5 separate regions of the Mus musculus genome follow, and regions 1, 2, 3 and 4 are each linked to region 5. The links are chromatin contacts, called in public HiChIP or PLAC-seq and promoter capture Hi-C maps. All regions are on one chromosome and are shown on one strand. Each heading gives the region's core, a stretch centred on a gene start, on an enhancer-like site or on the middle of the called end of the contact. The rest is flanking DNA. Distances are from core to core; before and after follow the strand shown. Region 1 has its middle 7.4 kb from the start of Igll1. Region 2 holds the start of Ccdc74a (coiled-coil domain containing 74A). Region 3 holds the start of Lztr1 (leucine-zipper-like transcriptional regulator, 1). Region 4 holds the start of Lrrc74b (leucine rich repeat containing 74B). Region 5 holds the start of Rimbp3 (RIMS binding protein 3).

Region 1 (2,700 bases), core at 183-2,682, 350 kb before region 5:
TTTCAGAGAGCTCCTTAAGCTATTGAGTTGTTTACTTGCAGAGTTTTGACGGACTTCCAGAAGTGTGGAATATTTCCTAACTCCCTTTAGAACATCCCGAGTCTTCTATGCACAATACCAAGCTTCAGATTCATTTCAGATCCAAATTAACAATCACTGCCTCATACTCCACTGAAGATGCAATACACATCTTTTCTCTGACTGAATCTGTGCTGGATAGTTTTATGTCAACTTTATGTCAAGCTGAAGTCATTTGAGAAAAGTAAACCTCAACCAAGAAGATTCCCCCACCTGTGGGCAAGCCTGTGGTGCACTTTCTTGATTGCTGATTGGTATGGAAGAGCCCAGACAATTGTGGGTGGTCCCGCTCCTGCCCTGGACCAATGGGTCCAGGGTGTATAAGAAAGCAAGTTGAGTAAGAGAGAGGCACAAGCCTGTAAGCAATGTTCCCCCACAGCCTCTGCATTAGTTCCTATCTTGAGTTCCCACACTGACTTTCCCTGGATGGTGGAATACAAGCTGTAAGCTAAAATAAGCTCTCCTCCCTCAAGCTCATGTTAGTCATGTTTTATCACAATTGAACCCATAACTAGGACAGAAATTGGCACCAAGTCTTAGAGTGTGAAAACTTGCTTGACTGGGTAAATTAAGACTGGTCAGTTAAGGCTGCAAATAAACTAAGGTTAAGAAGAAACCAGCATTAAGGAAGCAGAACCTTCTGGGAAGTGTTTCCTCGGGGTCAGCACACAAACCTATAGTGCAAACAGGTCCAAGCCTGGACCTCGTGCTGGCAAACAAACCTGGTAATGTGTGGGATTAAAACCATGCCAGGAGCCGGGCGTGGTGGCGCACTCGGGAGGCAGAGGCAGGCGGATTTCTGAGTTCGAGGCCAGCCTGGTCTACAGAGTAAGTTCCAGGACAGCCAGGGCTATACAGAGAAACCCTGTCTCAAAAAAAAAAAAAAAAAAAAAAAAAAAAAAAAAAAAAAAAACACATGCCAGGAAGTTTGTTAAGGTAAAGCAGGTCAAGAGGAAGAGACTCGTGGGCACACACCTGAGGCTTAGGTGACTCCCAGCTCCCTGCCAGACTCCTGACTTGGAACACATGCCATGCTTCTCTCACATAAAAGAAACGTGGCCTATGGTCACATAGGCTCAAAACAGAGTTCTCCATGCTAATGAGGAACCTAGGCCGGGAGGGCTTAAGCCCATAAGCTTCTCTTCCTAGACATTCCTCCCTGCAAAAGGAATTTAATCTCAGGCCCACCCTGAGAAGTGGTTTTATGCATCAATTTTCCATCATCGACTGTCTCTTTCATCAAGATTCACCATGAGGAACCTGGAGAAGGTCTTTGTCTACAGAGCCACATCCTGTAGAAGGCCTCTCTGCACTCCCAGCCACAACTGCCACCAAACCTGCCTCTGTTAAGCAAAGGACACTCACCCCATGAGACAAGCCAGAGCTCTCCTTCCTCCCCACCCCCTCCCCAGCCCCAGCTAGATGCTGTCCCCAGGCCATGTGGCCCCTGACTCTGTTCTCTGCTCTTCTGTGACTTCCAGTGGCGCCTAGATGTCCAAGAGTCTAAGAACCCCATGGCCCTGGCAATGTCACAGACCCAAGGACCCCTAAATCAGGTCCGACTTTCCCTCATCTCAGACTGTGCTTTCCTATCCCAGGAGCACTTCCCTACAGCTCGTGAACTCACCCGGAAGGCAGCACAGGGTAATCTCAGTCAAACTCCCCAAGTTCCTCCTCCCCAAGCAGCCGTGCCCTGCAGCTGAGCAGACTCAGGCCGACAGTAATGTGTAAGTTTCCCAGGTAATACTGGTTGTGAAGGCATAAAGAGTCATGGAGAGCTGCCGAGTCTTGGCACCATGAAGAGCTTGCTGGTAAACGTGTAGCCTAGGTTGAAGTAGGAGCATTCGAACTGAAAGGGTCTTAGAGAGAAGTTGACACTTGACAACATATAGCAGGACCAGAGTCCCTGCAGATGGCCCAGGAGACTGTTGGTGAAAGTGCAACTCGATTGCAACAGGAGCCTGCAGAATGTTAGAGATGACAATATCATGGGATAACCACCAGGAACAGCAGCAACTCTGTGGTATAGAGCTGGCCTGAGCCTCTGATGGGTGATGCATATGCTTGGCCAGCCCTTGGGAACTAAGAAGTCCCAAAGGCCTGACGTCGAGCTTTACAACATCGAGCTTTACAACATGAACCTTTACCCTGTTTGACTTTGATTTTGCCTTGATCTGATTGTGATGCTGCCTGGTCCTTCCCTCTTGGAATATGAAAATATTTAACTATTTCGTATTTTACAGGAGCCCATAGTTAAGAAGCTTTGGAATTTTACAGATATTTGGAGTTTCAGAGAGACTGGATATTGTAAGAGACTGAACTTTTAAAGTATTGAAATTTTTAGGGACTGTGAGACCCTTAAAATTAGAATATTGTATATTGTGATGTTGATATTGATATGAAACCTTAGGAACAACAAGAAAGCAAAGGTTATGCTGAATTATTTGTGAGTGAAGTTGACAAAGGGTCAATTGTGCTTGCTAGGTTAATGACAATTTGACACAAGCTAGAGTCATTTGGAATGGGGAACCTCAACTAAGAAAAAAATGCTCCCACCAGATTGGCCTGTGGGCAAGTCTATACTGCATTTTCTTGATTGATGATTGATATGGAATGGCCCAG
Region 2 (2,700 bases), core at 119-2,618, 440 kb after region 5:
GGGAGGTGACTTTTGCATAGCCTTCTCTTAGAAATTAAGTTTCCAAACCAGGCATTAATCTTAGGATTCAGAAAGGAGGCAGAGGCAGATCTCTGAGTTTGAAGTCAGCCTGGCCTATGTAGCTAAACTATGTCTCAAACAAACAAATCTACCATGTCATAAAAAGTAAGTGGCCTAGTTTTCACGTGGATAAGAGATGAGCCAGCAGTTAAGAAAGAGAGCTTCCTGCTCTTCCAGAAAACCTGAGTTTGGTTTCCAGCAGACACCCAAGGCTGCCTGTAATTCCAGCTCCGGGGCTCAATGCTCACACATGCACACCCACAGAATATACTCATACGGGTACGCATAAATGAAAAAAAAAAAAAAACTAAAGTCTAGAAAGCCAGGACTTTCTTGTTTTTGATCCTGCTGGCTGGGTTCTCTAGGTAAAGGCAAGCACTGGACTTTTGTTTTCTTGAAGACAGGTTCTCACTGTGTAGCTCTGACTGTTCCGGGAACTCACTATGGCAGACTTCGGAACTCTGGAAGATCCACCTGCCTCTGTCTCCCATTTGCTGGAATTAAAGAAGTGGGCTGGCCGGTTCTCTTGTGTTGGTTCAGACAGCTCTATTTATACACAAAGATTCAGTGAGTGTTGGAAGATTTGTGAAACTATTACTATGTATCCAAAAATGTGAGCTATTAAAATGAAAGACTAAGACCCACTTTAAAAGCCAGTGCGACGGGCGGTGGTGGCGCACGCCTTTAATCCCAGCACTGGGGAGGCAGAGGCAGGCGGATTTCTGAGTTCGAGGCCAACCTGGTCTACAAAGTGAGTTCCAGGACAGCCAGGGCTATACAGAGAAACCCTGTCTCGAAAAACAAAAACAAAAAAGCCAGTGCTTTGGCATACATCTATAATCCCGGTTTTACACAATGAATTCCAAGCTAGTTTGCACTACAGAGTGAGACCCTGGTTCAAAAGTACAAGCGGGGCTAGGGTGATGGCTCAGAAGGTATAGTGGTTTCTGCCCAAGCAGGAGAAATTCGGGTCTAAATTCGGGTCCCTAGCACCCACATGAGAAGTGGGGAGGGAAGGCGCACACCCGGGATCTTAAGCGCTGGAAGCCGGGGAAATGGGAAGATCCTGGGGTTCACGGGCCAGCCCAGCTAGTCACAAGACGAGACAGACCTCTTCTCAAAATCTATGAGGTGGGGAATGAGACCGGACGTCGAGTGCTGGTCTCCACAGGCACACGCACCGCACACAGCACTCATAAGAACTACTGTTCCGGACCAGTTCAAGAGTCTGGCGCCTTGGTTTTTGCGGAACGCGGCCGCAGGCCCCGCCCCGCGGCGCGCCCCGCCCTCTCCGGCGCGCCGGTTCCCAAGGCGACCGAGTGCCAGGCTCCAGCAGCCAGTACTGAGCGGCGGCGACGCCTTCATGAGCGGGGCCGGGCTGGCGGCCGGGGCTCGGCCCCTCAGCTCCGCGGCCCCAGGCTCCCGGGGCGCGGCCCGCCTACGCCCGCGCCCTCCCGCCGGCCTGCAGCACGCGGGGACGCAGCCGCCTCCGCTCGGGTTCAGCGAAGCACAGAAGCGGATCCTGGACCTGGAAAAGAGCCTGCAGTTCCTACAGCAGCAGCACTCGGAGACGCTAGTCAAACTCCACGAGGAGATCGAGCACCTGAAGCGGGAGAATAAGGGTGAGCCTCTGGGTGCTGGCCCAGCATTTACAACCTGAAGGTCACGGCCATCAACTCTTAACAGTCTCCGGGTGCGGGGAAGGATGCGGGAGGCTTCTCTTCGGTAGGGCCTGCCGATAGGCTCAGTCCTCCTGTGCCCACCAGCCCAAATGAACGCTGACCCTCCTGTGCACTCTGTGCAGGGCAGGGTGTAGTCCGGCTCATTATTTAAAACTGTTGCCGAAGTTAAACAGCACACAGCAAATTCCAGTAAATGGGTCACCAACTAAGCACATCCAGATTTTGGGCAGGGATTGCCAGGATGCTGCTCCACCCCACCCCCGACCCCCACCCCCAAGGCTTGGCCTACTCAGAACTTCAGGCCACCCTGTGACATAACTGCTTTTCACTGTCTACAGCTCAGCTAGGGTTCCTCTGCTTCCCCCCACTCCATGCCCTGTGCCTCGGGTTTCTCCCTCTTTCTGGTGTTGTCTTTACCTGGGCATCTTATTACATTAGGGCTCTGCTTGAGACTCACCCCATGTCTGACTGACCAGCCCCATGCCACACCCCACTTACCTTACCATTGCCAGGGGCTCCTGGAAGGCTAGCCAGCCATCCTGTCTCACTTCAGCAGCCCTGCAGCCCTGCCCCTGCCTGGCCTAGTGGATGGGCACCTTGCAGGTGTTGGGGATGACAGGGATCAGCTAGAGGCATTTCTGGTCTGAGATGCCTGAGGTAAAGGGTTGGTGGAAAAAGCTGGTGGGACCCAAAGAGCAGGCCACATTTGTGCTCCCAGTGGCTGTAGATTTTAAGTGTGATAAGGAGTATTTGTTTGCTTTCAGATCTCCACTACAAGCTAATCATGAATGAGAAGCCTCAGAAAAAAGGTAGGACTTGCAGGGAGTTATCACTCAAGCCTATCTGGCAGCAGGGAGCCCTGCATGCTAACCCAGAGGAGACCAGTTCTGGGCACTTGGACAGGTGGCCCTTTCCCCAGCCACAGCTTGCTTGTTTGCTCTCAACACCAAAGGCATGA
Region 3 (2,700 bases), core at 125-2,624, 300 kb after region 5:
GCCTCCAGCCAGGCTACCACAGCCTCCAGAAGATGGTCCATTCCTAATGCCTCAGCTGTCACTGACAGCTGGGTGTAGAGGCAGGACAGGCTCTGCCTTGGTTTCCTCTACTAGGACGATTTTCCCAGCAAGCCCCTTCAACATTACCTTAAAATTAAAACGCATGTCTCAGCAGAACTGTGTCCTAGTGTAATTGGGCCGACACTTAGAGCCAGGCATGATGTGACACATCTGTAATAGTGGCACTCAGGACAGAGGCAGGAGGGTTAGAAGTCTCAGTCTTTTGTTTTTTTTTTTTAAAAAAGCTTCACAAGCCAGAGACAGCTTTTGTATTTGTCCACTTAAGAGAGGTGGGAGCTGGGTCCTGCAGACTCCATGCTGCCACAGAAACCTGAGCTCAGACCAGGAGGTGGTGGCGCACACCTTTAATCCCAGTGCCCGGGAGGCAGAGGCAGGCAGATCTCTGAATTCAAGACCAACCTAATCTACAGAGTGAGTTCCAGGACAGCCAGAGCTACACAGAGAAACCCTGTCTGAAATAAAACAAAATGAAAATCACCTCATTGTTATTAACTCACAAATACACTCTGCTAGATTGCAGTAGTCACTCAAAAACCTATCCAGTTGCATTCTGTATATCTCTAGGTTTTGTTTTTGTACAGTTAGGATAGCCATTGTGAAGCTGCTCTTGACTTTTACTATTTTACATTTATAAGCTCTTACCAAAAAAATATGAAACTAGACCAACTGACATTATATCCATTTCACTACATGTGTCCCTTTTGCCTGAACTTCCTGAATCATTTCACGGGTGATTCAGCTGGCAGCAGACTACAAATAAAACACACACACACACACACAAATTGTGGTGTAGCCTAGTGGCAGAGTGCATGCTGATCAAATCCTAGGTTCAAAACCCACAGCAAAACAGAGAAAGGGGCTGGAGACATGGCTCAGTGGTTAAGAGCACCAGCTGCTCTTCTGAAGGTCATGAGTTCAAATCCCAGTAACCACATGGTGGCTCACAACCATCCGTAATGAGATCTGACGCCCTCTTCTGGTGCATCTGAAGACAGCTACAGTGTACTTAGATATAATAATAAATAAATCTTTTAAAAAAAGAGAGAGAAGGAGGGGGAGGAAGAGAGAGGAGAGAAATAAATGAAGATACTGCTCTCAACTGAGAACCCAGAGGTGCCCCGCCATCGAGAGTCCCAGACAAGAATGCCAAGAGAGAGCAGAGGGGGAGCAGTGAAGATCAGGTTTGGGGAGCACAAACAGAAGGTGGACAATTGAGCAGCTCGCTTGCAAGTCCGAAACCTCATCCTGGAGGAGGGCGGGGGGATCTTCCGGGAGACAGCAAAGCCCGACTACAAGGCATGCCGGGAGCGTGTAGCTCGCCGCTGCCTTGAGAATGTCAGTGGTTTACTATGGTCTGAGTGCGTATCCTGAAAGAGGAAACCCAAATCGAGACTTGGCCAGAAATACTTTCCAGAATGTGATGTGCTCGATATACGATAATGCGAGGAGCCGGGCTGCCAGGTTCCTCGATAGCGAGCCGCGTCGCGGGAAGCGCGAGGTTTGTCGGGAGGCCCGACAAACCGGCCGGAAGTGCTACACCAGCGGCGCAGGGCTCTCTGGGAAGTGTAGTCCTTTGGCTCTGCCCGGGCGGTGGCCGTGAGTCCTGCAACCTGGCGGCCTATCCAGCCTGAACAAGGGATGGCTGGCTCCGGAGGCCCCATTGGGTCCGGGGCCTTGACAGGAGGGGTACGCTCCAAGGTGGCTCCGAGCGTGGACTTTGACCACAGCTGCTCAGACAGTGTCGAGTACCTGACGCTCAACTTTGGACCCTTCGAAACAGTGCATCGCTGGCGGCGCCTCCCGCCCTGTGACGAATTCGTGGGCGCCCGGTACGACAGTGTACAGGGATCCTGAAGGCACTGGTAGTAGGGACGAGAGCTGGTCTTAGGACGGGCTGTAGGGACGAAATCCCGTGTGATGTCTTGGAGTATAGATTGGTCGTTCCCAAAGCTGAGTTCCCAGGGAACAGCACCGTAGTGATTCTAGGCAGGGTACCAGACTTGTGTTTCTGAGGATCCTGTTTGGGTCCCTGAGCTGTGAGGTATGAGTGGGAAGTCTGAAGCGTCCCCGATGTATGTCCTTGCTGTCTGAAGAACTGAAGGATCTCTATAGATCTTAGCAGTTGAGAGGCTTTGTCCAAACTTATGTGGTAGCAACCATGTGTGTAGTCCCATTTCTTGGGTGCCAGCTGGGAGAGTTCCGGTCTCACCACCCTTCACCCCTTCTTTCTTTCTAGGCGCAGCAAGCACACAGTCGTGGCATATAAGGATGCCATCTATGTGTTTGGTGGAGACAACGGGTGAGTTTGCCTGTTTTGATGGAAGTGGTGGCAGGGGATGATGACAGAGAGAGACAGAGGATGGGAGTCATTAGCTATGCCTTGTGAGCCTCTGTTTCGCCATCTGTGTGGTGCTTTGCCCTTGATTCCCATGTTACGGTGAGGAAGACCCTACCCCTAAAGCCCTTTTATCCAGCATTCAAACGGCAGCCTGTGCTAGGTTCATGGAGATATCCTTGTGTTGAAAGAGGAGACAGCTTTGGAAGAAACATGCTAGCCCTACTGGCACTTTTCTTCTTTCCCTACACTTCTCTCTAGGCTTTGCCCAAATTTTTGTTTTG
Region 4 (2,700 bases), core at 99-2,598, 350 kb after region 5:
GAAGAAGGAACGAATCACTGGCATAGCCTGGACCCTTTCCTGCCCCTGCCATTTCTTCTTGTTCTGGTGGCTACTGTGCCCATATTCTAGATGAGGACCTCCACACTAAAAATTAATTAAGTCTTTTCTCAAAGCCACCAAACTAGTGAACCAAAGGGAGCATTTGCCTAATGCTGACATGTTTGCTGTCCTTGCCCCACTGCGTCCAGGTATCACAGATCACCTTCCCAAACATACACACACACACACACACACAGAGACACACACAGAGAGACACACACAGAGACACACACACACACACATACACAGAGACACACATACACAGACACACAGACACACACACAGAGACACACACACACAGAGACACACATACACACAGACACACAGATACACACAGACACACACACAGAGACACACACAGAGACACACACACAGAGACACACATACAGACACACACACAAAGACACACACACAGACACACACACACAGAGACAGACACACACACAGACAGACACACATACACAGACACACAGACACACAGACACAGACACACACACACAGACACAGACAGGCAGACAGACATACACAGACACACACACACAGAGACACAGACACACATACAGAAAGACACACACACAGACACACAGACACACACACACAGAGACACAGACACACACAGAGAGACACACATACACAGACACACTGACACACACCACCTCCACCACCACCACCAAAGCTGGCCTCCAGCTTGCTGGTTAAGTTCAGCCTTGAGCTCAATGCTTCAACCATGCTAGGCAAGCACTACACTGAGCTACATTCTCAGTCCACGGGTCATAAGGTCTATATAAACACCCTGGGAGCAGAGGGCTGGAAACAATCTTAAATCCAATATATCCATTAGCTAGGTTTTTCCTATAGGTTGGAACGCCCAGCCCCGAACTCTTTGGGACACAACTGCTTGTCAGGGTATTTCATTTGCAGGTTTTCCAGAAGACAGTTCTAAATGTTAGGCCTCCTCATTCCTCCAGGAGGGCAAGGACTTGAGGGGTATCAGCTGCTGATACTGGGAAATGTGCCCCCACAGAGGGTGCCGGTCGGTTCTAGCTGCCCTCCCACCACTTTTGCGGGAATATCCTCAAGTGAGGATTCCAACTAGGACCCCACGCGGAGGATGAGGCACCTTCTGCTTCCAGAGCAGAGTGTGAATCTGCAGTCCAGGACCTTTCGGCCTCCAGGGTCTCTGCCTGAGGCCCAGTGGCCGCAGCTTCTCCCTCTTGATCTTCATTCTTCTGAACTTCGCAGGGACCCTTCATGTTTACTCTCACTACCCAGTCCGGGACGCAGACTCTAACCACACAGCTCACCGCCTGGAACTCTTCCCAGGGATGTGGGCGGTCCCTCTGGCCTCCTTGACCAATCGAATCTGATCTACGGACAACAGGTGGTCTCTGGGGCCAGTAACGGTGCCCGCCCTCCCACCCCGCCGTCGTCCTGGGAACCGGGTCTTGTTTGCAAAAGAAAACACAACCTTGGCACGCTCTTTCCCAGGGCTGACTACCGCTGCCATGCACGGGGGTAGTCACTCCTTCATGTTCTTTTCACAAACATTTCCAGTCTGACCCCAGAACTAGTGTTTTAGTTACGGCGCTTGGAGTAGACAGCGGCTCTACAGAAGATCTGTAGCCTAGCAATAGTTTTTCTCTGGGGCCACAGCTATGCGGTCACTGCCTAAGGGTCTCAGCTTTCTCTCAAGATCTAGAGGTTGCTATGCTGCTGCGCCAGCAGGGGTATCTCAAACCCAATTTATACTCTTTGGAATGTGCAAGTTTGAGTTCAGAGCCCCTTCTCTGGGCTTCTGTTACCCCGTGTTGACTGCCCACCATATAAGAAAACAAAGTGAGTGGGTAGGGACAGGTCTATTCCTCTCTCTATGCATAGGGTCCAACCCAGGGACTCTGGACAAAAGGGGGCGGGGCTACACCAGCTGGGGTTTGGGAATGAGGCAGGAGCCAGCTCCTACTGAATTTGAGATGTCCCTTTAACAACACTGGCCTGAATCCCATGCATGGCTTCTTGGCCTCCAGTTCAGCTGCGGCTAAAGTTGCCTGCTGACTCATGCAGTTGCAGCCAGCAGGAACTGGGAACATGGCTTCTGCAGCCGCAGCAGCACTCGTGAGCTGGGGGTTTCTGGATTACAAGACGGAGAAATATGTGCTAACCAGGAACTGTCGGGTGGGCGTCTCCCAGAGGCTGCTGCAGCTGGCAGTGGTAGTCTACGTGATAGGGTAAGAACCGCTCCTGGCCAGACTGCAGAGTCTGCTGTGGGGGGTCTTGCTTGCCGAGGGATAAAAGTTGGCTTTTTAGAACCCCAGCTGGTGGGAAAGTGGGAATGGGGGTGAGAGGTAGTCAGAAGGGATTTTAGTCCATTCAGAGAACAGTGGAAGATCCATTCGCCCACGTAAGGGGCTTTGTCTCCAGCGTCTTCTCGGTCTCTGTTAGCGTCTGCAGTTCTCCTGCCCTAAGGTACCCTGATGCAGCAGGAGGCAGTAATTCTCTGAGCAACACAGCACTAAGCCTCTCAGAGAGACCACCAGCTGGATGTCCGAAAAGTCTTTGAGAAGGGAGCTGGGTTTGCTGAGTGTGTGAAGGCACTGGCTGTGAAAAGTGACCATCGTCATCTGAGAGCTCCACCTACTCAGG
Region 5 (2,700 bases), core at 54-2,553:
CCACTTGGGAGGCAGAGGCAAGTTGATCTTTGTGAGTTTGAGCCCAGCCTGGTCTACATAGCAACTTCCAAGTCAGCCAGGACATAGAAAGACCAGACCCTGTCTCCAAAACAAAGACAAACACAAAACAAAAAATTCCACCATCGCCACTACTACCACCACCACCAGAAACTTCAAACAGACATTCATGCATGGTGCTGCATACCTTTATTCCAGGCAAGGTCTCTGTGACTTCTAGGATAGCCCAGTAGACATCAGTTCTAAGCCATCCAGAGCTACAGAGTGAGACTATATATATATATATATTTTTTTTTTAATGTTTTGGGGAGCTGGAAAGATGGCTCAAGGGTTATGGGTGCTTGCTGATCTTGCAGAAAACATGGCTTTGGTTCCTCCTCCTGAATGGTGGGATTAAAAGGATATACCACCACTGCTCATCTTAACATCTTACTTTTTTTTTTAAAGATTTATTTATTTATTACATGTAAGTACACTGTAGCTGTCTTCAGACACTCCAGAAGAGGGCATCAGATCTTGTTACAGATGGTTGTAAGCCACCATATGGTTGCTGGGATTTGAACTCAGGACCTTCGGAAGAGCATTTGGTACTCTTAACCACTGAGCCATCTCTCCAGCCCCAACATCTTACATTTTTAAAGGGGCTGAAGACTGAAGATATAATGAATAGTAAAGTGCTTGCCTATTACTTACTAAATGAGACCTTGGGCTCAGTCTCTACTACTACTAGTACTACTACTACTTCACAGAGAGAGAGACAGAGACAGACAGAAACAGAGACAGGATATGAATCTCAGTGGTATAAAATTTGCCCAGCATGTTTGAGGTGGGTGCAATCAATCCTCAGTCACTGCCACCTGCTGATTCAAAAAGGCTCAGATGCAAGACATGTTGGTCAACTCCTGCAATCCAAGCACTGGGGAAGCAGAGACAGCCTGCTCTATAGAGTGAATTCCAGAACAGCCAGCTCTACACACACACACACACACACACACACACACACACACACACACGTCTCAAACAAACAAACAAACAAACAACACAAAGTTTCAGTTGATATAAGAAAAGGCACCGGGCAGTGATGGCCTTTAATCCCAGCATTTGGGAGGCAGAGTCAGGCGGATATCTGAGTTTGAGGCCAGCCTGGTCTACAGAGTGAGTTCCAGGACAGCTAGGGCTACACAGAGGAACGCTGTCTCAAAAAAAACAAAAACAAAAACAAAAACAAAAAAAAAACACAAAAAAACAAAAAACAAAAAAACAAAACCAAAAAGAAAAAAGAAAAGAAAAAGAACAAAGAAAAGGCTTAGCATGTTGGGTCCTGCGTAGGAACAGAGGAGTTATAGCCACTTAGGGCTCAGAGCTCAACCACAAATTTAAGCAGATCTTGTAAGAAGTTTACCTAATTTCAAAACTCGACCAGAAACCCTAGTAGAGCCAGGTGAGATCTGACCAGAATCCATTTTTACTCAGGCCCAGGATCAGCGATCATCTAGGAACCCTACTGGGGATCTAATTCTGGAAAGGATTGCACACTGCCAGGGCGAAAGTGGAACAGGTCACAAAAGCCCTAAAGCAGATATGTGTGGGCTCCGAAATATGCCCGGGGTATCCGGGGAAGTTCAGAGGCTAGTTTGAAAGGGGTCTCAGGAGTTTAGGAAGAAGCGAAAGGCACTCAATCTGTGGGGAGGCGACAGGTTATAAGGGAGATCGCCCCCAAGGCGGAAGAGGCGCGCGGAGGGCACCTAGGGGCGCCGGAAGGGGCGCGTGGGGCGGTTGGCAGCGGCCGGGGGCGGAGGCCGTTGGCTAACTGGCCTACCAATACCAAACTATCTCTCTGGCTTCTTGCCGGGCTGCGGCCACAATGACAAAGGACTCACCCACCCCCTTGGGTGGTGGCCGCGCGTCGCCCAAGAAGCCAAGCAGCCCCGGCCCAGCGGCCGCAGTGCTGGAGGAGCAGAGACGAGAGCTAGAAAAACTACGGGCAGAGCTGGAGGGCGAGCGCGCGCGCGGCCGGTCGGAACGGAGGCGTTTCGCTACCCAGACGCGCCAGCTGCGGGAGTCGGCTGAGCAGGAGCGGCAGCAGCTGGCTGACCATCTGCGCTCCAAGTGGGAGGCACGACGCCTCCGGGAGCTGCGGCAGCTGCAGGAGGAGGTGCAGCGCGAGCGTGAGGCCGAGATCCGGCAGCTGCTGCGCTGGAAGGAGGCAGAGATGCGGCAGCTGCAGCAGTTGCTACACCAGGAGCGCGATGTTGTATTGCGCCAGGCAAGGGAGCTTCAGCGTCAGCTGGCCCAGGAGCTAGTGAACCGTGGTTACTGCAGCCGCTCAGGGGCATCCGAAGCCTCCGCGGCACAATGCCGCTGTCGCCTGCAGGAAGTGCTGGCGCTGCTGCGCTGGGAGACCGACGGCGAACAAGCCGCGCGCATCCGCCACCTGCAGGCGGCGCTAGACGTGGAGCGCCAGCTATTCCTTAAATACATCCTAGAGCACTTCCGCTGGCAGCCGGCTTTACCGGGACCCGCGGACCCCCAAGCCACGCATTCCTTGGAAGAGCCGCCCCTAGAAGCCCAGAGTAACACTGGTGGCACCCCAAAGCCTGCTCGTCGACTCGGATCCCTCGAAAGCCTGAACACTGGCGTCCGGGTTCATTCTCCAAACGACCTGCTGCCCACGCGCGCCGG

Evidence for each region. Promoter capture Hi-C pulls out the DNA fragments that hold promoters and counts their contacts. HiChIP or PLAC-seq counts read pairs in DNA pulled down with a chosen protein or histone mark.
Region 1: a promoter capture Hi-C map of pre-B cells shows a contact between it and region 5, with 6 times the contacts expected there. The contact joins the enhancer-like site here to the promoter of Rimbp3 in region 5. A contact is called at or near these places in 8 of 39 promoter capture datasets (the 3T3-L1 cell line, the HPC-7 cell line, hippocampal neurons and 3 more), 1 of 484 Hi-C or Micro-C datasets (embryonic stem cells), 2 of 115 datasets of contacts at active chromatin or transcription factors (embryonic stem cells and stem cell-derived neural progenitor cells) and 1 of 9 other capture datasets (liver).
Region 2: an HNF4G HiChIP or PLAC-seq map of pancreatic cancer cells shows a contact between it and region 5. The contact joins the promoter of Ccdc74a here to the promoter of Rimbp3 in region 5. A contact is called at or near these places in 1 of 115 datasets of contacts at active chromatin or transcription factors (pancreatic cancer cells) and 2 of 9 other capture datasets (liver and pancreatic islet).
Region 3: a contact with region 5 is called in a promoter capture Hi-C map of pre-B cells, with 4 times the contacts expected there. The contact joins the promoter of Lztr1 here to the promoter of Rimbp3 in region 5. A contact is called at or near these places in 14 of 39 promoter capture datasets (the 3T3-L1 cell line, the HPC-7 cell line, cranial neural crest and 6 more), 1 of 15 datasets of contacts at CTCF or cohesin (pro-B cells), 1 of 484 Hi-C or Micro-C datasets (CD8 T cells), 11 of 115 datasets of contacts at active chromatin or transcription factors (the 230-238 cell line, the SCID.adh cell line, bone marrow-derived macrophages and 6 more) and 4 of 9 other capture datasets (adipose tissue, embryonic stem cells, liver and 1 more).
Region 4: a promoter capture Hi-C map of embryonic stem cells shows a contact between it and region 5. The contact joins the promoter of Lrrc74b here to the promoter of Rimbp3 in region 5. A contact is called at or near these places in 10 of 39 promoter capture datasets (the 3T3-L1 cell line, 3T3-L1-derived adipocytes, cranial neural crest and 6 more), 2 of 484 Hi-C or Micro-C datasets (the N1E-115 cell line and embryonic stem cells), 3 of 115 datasets of contacts at active chromatin or transcription factors (bone marrow-derived macrophages, pancreatic cancer cells and pro-B cells) and 2 of 9 other capture datasets (adipose tissue and liver).

What each region holds. Positions count from the first base shown.
Region 1 is chr16:16,855,224-16,857,923 of GRCm38.p6, forward strand. No RefSeq gene overlaps it. Among named protein-coding and RNA genes, the nearest start is that of Igll1, 7.4 kb to the right of the region's middle. Within about 2 kb of position 1,433, at least 29 of the 459 cell types and tissues checked have an H3K27ac peak or open chromatin away from gene starts, as enhancers often do. A contact at or near this core is called in the HPC-7 cell line and pre-B cells, where this site is marked.
Region 2 is chr16:17,645,102-17,647,801 of GRCm38.p6, forward strand. Ccdc74a (coiled-coil domain containing 74A) reads left to right here and starts at 1,369. Exons shown (of 8, transcript NM_001166164.1): 1 at 1,369-1,682; 2 at 2,507-2,551. The coding sequence starts at 1,424.
Region 3 is chr16:17,507,309-17,510,008 of GRCm38.p6, forward strand. Lztr1 (leucine-zipper-like transcriptional regulator, 1) reads left to right here and starts at 1,375. Exons shown (of 21, transcript NM_025808.4): 1 at 1,375-1,910; 2 at 2,318-2,380. The coding sequence starts at 1,720. Aifm3 (apoptosis-inducing factor, mitochondrion-associated 3) reads left to right here. Exons shown (of 20, transcript NM_001291070.1): 20 at 1-174.
Region 4 is chr16:17,559,899-17,562,598 of GRCm38.p6, forward strand. It overlaps Lrrc74b (leucine rich repeat containing 74B), which reads right to left and starts at 1,349. Exons shown (of 9, transcript NM_029053.3): 1 at 1,181-1,349. The coding sequence starts at 1,313. P2rx6 (purinergic receptor P2X, ligand-gated ion channel, 6) reads left to right here and starts at 1,987. Exons shown (of 12, transcript NM_011028.2): 1 at 1,987-2,285. The coding sequence starts at 2,116.
Region 5 is chr16:17,206,832-17,209,531 of GRCm38.p6, forward strand. It overlaps Rimbp3 (RIMS binding protein 3), which reads left to right and starts at 1,304. Exons shown (of 1, transcript NM_001033338.3): 1 at 1,304-2,700. The coding sequence starts at 1,883.